Linked DNA regions of Mus musculus: region 1 is linked to region 2. Evidence: chromatin contacts called from public Hi-C data. All regions are on one chromosome and are shown on one strand. The core of a region is the stretch at or near the end of the contact, and the rest is flanking DNA. Distances in the headings are between cores, read along the strand shown. Region 1 has its middle 70 kb from the start of Lrrn1. Region 2 holds the start of Crbn (cereblon).

The links. Hi-C and Micro-C count contacts between places; a contact is called where the count stands out from the background.
Region 1: a contact with region 2 is called in a Hi-C map of myocytes, with 4 times the contacts expected there. The contact joins the enhancer-like site here to the promoter of Crbn in region 2. A contact is called at or near these places in 1 of 39 promoter capture datasets (embryonic stem cells), 4 of 484 Hi-C or Micro-C datasets (the C2C12 cell line, cerebellar granule neurons, muscle stem cells and 1 more) and 1 of 115 datasets of contacts at active chromatin or transcription factors (craniofacial prominence).

Annotation. Positions count from the first base shown.
Region 1 is chr6:107,458,029-107,460,728 of GRCm38.p6, reverse strand. No RefSeq gene overlaps it. Among named protein-coding and RNA genes, the nearest start is that of Lrrn1, 70 kb to the left of the region's middle. Within about 2 kb of position 1,303, at least 4 of the 459 cell types and tissues checked have an H3K27ac peak or open chromatin away from gene starts, as enhancers often do. A contact at or near this core is called in muscle stem cells and myocytes, where this site is marked.
Region 2 is chr6:106,798,788-106,801,487 of GRCm38.p6, reverse strand. It overlaps Crbn (cereblon), which reads left to right and starts at 1,401. Exons shown (of 11, transcript NM_175357.3): 1 at 1,401-1,497. The coding sequence starts at 1,431.

The DNA of each region.
Region 1 (2,700 bases), core at 54-2,553, 660 kb before region 2:
AGTTCAATTTTGCTTAGGTATTTGGCAAGCCATTGCTTAAAGACTCCTATAATAAAATATTGAGAGAAAGCACACAGATCCATTCGCAAGGACAAGTTTTAGACGTTCGTTATACGGGATGCCACGGTTCCAGGAGGCTAAATTTCCATGAACTTTTCTCCTTGGGACTCCATCCAGGTTTCTAGGCCTGTCATGAGAGTCACTACTGGAGTGGATGTAGCAGGGGAGCTTCCACATTTCAATTGCCTGTTGTCCCCAATCCAGTCAAGTTGACACCAAATGACCTGTCACGCTCATCACCTAGATTCTGTAAAGAGCTTGGTTAAAGTGTGTTTGTATGCTTCCGAGGGAGCAGGCACTTCCCTTGTCCGTTCTATGTTTGTTCAGCTTTGTTGCTAAATGTGTTAATAGCAACATATGCTTCCTGTGACTTCCATATCTTTTTTTCTAGACACTCTTTGAGATGTTCATTATATACATCTGAATATTTTCTCAAATTCTATCATTCATGTATCATCATTTTAATAGTACAGGTAATATTTTTAGTTTTAGTTAGTCTGCCTGACATTTTTAGTTTAATTGAAATGACTTTAAAAAAAACTTAAATACATCTTAGTATTTTTTTCTCTAAGAGAACTTAATCTGAAACATCTTGAGGTCAAAGGGAAGTAGTACTGGATTTAATACATATAAAAATAAGTTGACTTCTGTACAATCAGATAACTTACAATATGCTTGAATATACACATTGCTGCCTTGTTTTATTGAGTTAAATGAAGTAAACTGGGACAGATATTAATGTATACTGTGCAGTTAGTATAGGCCAGACATATAGTATCCCTTCATTTGTTTTCTCAGTTAGTACTCTGAAGCTCACAAAACTTTCTGGGTTCAGTGTTTCTTTTATAATTATTTTCTAAAAGGAAAGTTACAGAGAGTCTTTGCCTGAAGTTAAACGCTCAGTGGCTATCAATGTTAGGGCTTGAGTTCATATCCTTATGCATTCAAATGCCAAATTTTGCCAACTGGGCCACAGAATGAAATATTCTATTTGTCTCAGAGGAAGTAACTACTTCTGAAGGCTTGAATGTGTGTGTGTGTGTGTCTGTGTGTGTGTGTGTGTGTGTGTGTGTGTGTGTGTGTGTGTGTGTGTCTGCAGTAAGCTTTTTAGAGACAACAAATATGTAGTTTGGAGACAACAACCATTGTCTCCAAACAGCTTACTACTGATTAGAACAGCTGTTTCCTCATTGGTAAAGGCTCTTATGCACTCTCATCAGACAGCTATGTTGACAGATATCATGTGGCAGGTGTACCATAACCAAAATTCCTTTCTCCTGAGAAATGTCTTGGTCTGCGATCAAGCATGAGCCATGCTAGACACAAATAACAGATGTAACTATAAAAGTCTGGGACAGGTGGGGTAAATGGATAAGAACAGTTTCTTCTCTAATCCTTTAAAACCTTCATGTACTATTTAAAAAGAGTATTGTATACCAAGCAGGGAAATGAGGGTGTAACTGAGGGGAAGGGGAAGGAGTTACTTGCTTCCTCAGGAGGGTGGAAAATCTGCAAAGCCATCTAGTTCCTTTGGCAAGCCATGTGATATTCTCCTTACCCTTTTGTCTACAAAGTTTCAATATAGCATTTTCCAAGGAGATCTTTAATGACTAGAAATGACCTATAACATCTTTTAAAAATAGTTGGAGAGATATATCAGCCACTAAGAGTACTTACTGCTCATCCAAAAGACCTGGATTTAGTTCACATAACCTCCTTCATGAAGCTAATGCCTACCTGTAACTCCAGTTACAGGAGGACCCAATGCCCTCTGGCCTCTGCAGGCTCCTGTACTCTTGTGGTAAATGTAAATCCATCCAGGCACACACATACACACATAAATTAAATAAATAGACATTCATTTGATGGATATAAATAAAAATTTAAAAATAGAAGGATAACATGGCCAAATAAACAGTCCATATTATATATTCTCCCCCCTTTTGAATTTTATTTTATTTTATTTTATTTTATTTTATTTTATTTTATTTTATTTTATTTGTTTTTTGGTGGATGCTCCTGAGTGTATGTGCATCAAGCACATACAGTATTTGCAATGACTGAAGAGGCTATCAGATCCCCTAAACTAGAGTTACAGGCAACCATGAACTGCCAAATATGGCTGAACTCAAGTCCTCTTCAAGACAAATAACTGCTCTTAACTGTTGGGCTATGTCTCCAGCCTTCCTCACATAGTTTGTATCTGGCCTCATGTGGCCTATCTTAGTCATGACTCCTGGCTCTGGTTCCCCTCCTAGTTCATCACTTTCAAATTAGACTGTAGACACAAACCTCCTTCTGGGTTTCAGGATCCTGCCTTTTTAATGCTGGTGGGTCCAGTAATGAGCACAGAATCCAACAAGGCTTTCTGGCTAAAGGTGTGATCAGGTTACTATGGCCTATCTTTAAAAAAATATTATTGATTCTTTGAGAATTTTACAAAGTGCGTTTTGATGATATTAAACCCTATCTCTTCTATGTTTAACCCCACCTTCCTATTACTCTAACTTTAAATCCTTTAAAAATTAATACCCATCAATCTGAATTTCTACTCTCTATATACACCTGGGTATAGGGTCTACTGGAACATGGTTAAACTACTAGGTGTCATGCCTTTAAAGAAAACTGACTCTCCCTCAT
Region 2 (2,700 bases), core at 152-2,651:
TTTTAACTCGATCATAAAAGGCATCAATATTGTATATGCTATTAAAGGGAATACATCTGGGACATTTGCGTTCTGGTTTTAACATTGGGTAAACTGAGTCCTGGGGATATAAAAGTGACTTGGCCAAGGCCAGAGTGACTCAGGGACAGAAGGCTGAGTGATATGGAATTGATAGTGTTAGGCTGAACCCCTGCTCTTCCCCTGTACAAGCTGGGAAACCCAGTCTACTCTCCTTCCCTGATCCCCAACCGCGGAGTGAAAACTCCACCTCTGTCTTGGAGAAAACTCCGGGCTAACATGTCAGCATTTCCTGGAACCCACCCAAGAGTGGCTGCCAGGGGATCAGTTTTTAACCAGGTATGGGCAACAACCCCATCTCCTAACCAACAAGTAATCACTCCTCACCAAAACTCTATAAAGTCACGTTGCTTAAACCTGGGTGTTTGACTTCACTGACCTCCACCTGTGAGACCAGCGAACTCCCCTTAGAGCTGCCTCCTGATAACTATGCCTTTACCTACTTTTAATCTGGTCTAATCTGGCCTATGTGTTGGTCACCATAGGAAACGCCTATCGGATCCAGTTACCATTCCAACGTGTTTTTGGGTTGTGAATTTTTTTTTAATGCAGCATTTTTTTCTTGGGGTAAAAATGTCTTCAAACCTCAGATTCATTAGTTTACTTTTTTTTCCTTCCTCTTATTCTCTGCCTACTACCACTACTTCCTTCTTTAGATATCGTTTGTCATTCCATTATTTTCTTTTCTTCAGTGAAAACGTGTTAGAAATATATTGTATACACTCTTAAAATTGGAAAAAAAAAATCCATCCACAACTCCAGTGCTAGACAATTCTCTTTCTTTTAGCATGTTGTAATTGTTTTTTACCATACATTGATCCATTTTTCTCTTAGTGAAGCCATTATGACTAGGCTAGTTTATATACTGACAGTTTTATTTTCCAGGTGATTATCAGCCTTTTTTGTCCTTGCAAATCTTTGCTTCATACTGATACATGTTAATTTGGGGCTATATCCGAGGGCTACTGAAATCGTTTTAAAAATCTGCTATATTCCAACGGCCCCTGGAACAGTCCATACTTCCAGACAAAAGAGGATGCTGTATAAGGACGTGTTTGCTCCAAGTGGACACTAAAAACACAGACTTGGGTTTCCCACCTGTCAAAACGTCTTTGTGGCTGAGAAGGGAGCTGTGTAACTTGTGTGGGGTCAGTGGGTCATGGATAACTTTGGGTTTCTTGTCCTCCTTAAAGATGGTCCTCTTCATTTGGCTCCGCTGTGCCGCTCTCGGCTCGCCTCGTTGGAGCCGCCAGGGGGCGCTGTGGCCCGGGAGCGTGGCGGCGGCGTATCGCAGACCCTCCCCCTGCGTGCCGGCACCGCCCTTTCCCAGGCTCCTTTGCGGGTAAACAGACATGGCCGGCGAGGGAGATCAGCAGGACGCTGCGCACAACATGGGAAACCACCTGCCGCTTCTGCCTGGTAACCTCCGGGACGGGCGCCTGGCCGTGGGTGGAGACCGAGGACCGGGGCCGATCCCGCAGGGAGGACGGGGACAGCTACTCGGGCGCAGCGGCCGGTGGGAAGCCTCCCGTGTGAGCCTCGCCCTCCGCAGCTCTGCGCTTTCCTCCCGGCCTGTCTCCTGGGCTGTCGGGGATGTTGGGGCCACGGACTTTGGTTTCCCAGAGCAGGGACCCCCATTCCTTTCCATCTTTCTCCCAAGCCGGCCTCCCTGAAAATTTTGTGGGAGTAGGCGAAGTTGAGAACCGGGTGACATTAGCAGCCGTTACTTTTCCTGCTCATCTGCTTTCTCATAAGACTGACAGCTAACATGCAGTAGGCATTTGCACGTCGTGGGCCCCGCAGTGAATGCTTTGCGTGCATTTCTGCTTTTATTATTACACCTGTCATCTGTCCAGAGCCTTGCTTATGGAGGAGAAACTTATCGACGGGTTGTTAAATGTATACCATCCAGTGACGTGGAAGGTCACACAGTTGCAGATAGGGCTGCGCGGTGTACTGATCTGCCACCACAGCTGGTATCTCTTAGCTATCTCTCTGTGGAGGTAGTTATTTAGCGGTTTTTCTCAGGTCTGCAAATAATATGCCTACTTTTAGGGTACTCAGGAGAACGGTATTACCGATTTCTCCTGCTTACTTTATGCCTTTATGGTTTATGACAACTTATGTTGCAGTATTGAATGCTGAAAGTGGATGAACTAGTGGTACGGACTGTTCTTAGAATGCTGTAGAAACACAGACTATTGCCAGAGCCTTTTGGTTGTAGTTAAAAGCCATGCAGTCTGTTAACCTTGTTTGTAGGAAAAACATCAGTCGGCTACTTTTAGGAGGGTCACAGTTAGGATAAGGCTATTGAGAATAATTACAATCACAGGTGCAGTTCATTTAGAGCCATATAAGCAACTGCTGCTGGGTGTACTGGGTTTGTGTTTTTTGCTGGATTGGATACCAGGCACTCCCAAATCCTCTGAGCTATGTCTCCAACTCCTGCTGTGATTTTCATGGGTAGGGATTATTGTGGGATTTGAAAATCTTGTGATGGAGATTCACTTAGGGTTCATTTGTGGACTAGGTTAGTCCTACATTGTTGAAACCGTGCATCCTTAGTCATTTCAGTTAGGAACTTTTTTGTGTGGGGTGTGAAGAAATAATTTCAGGTTTCAG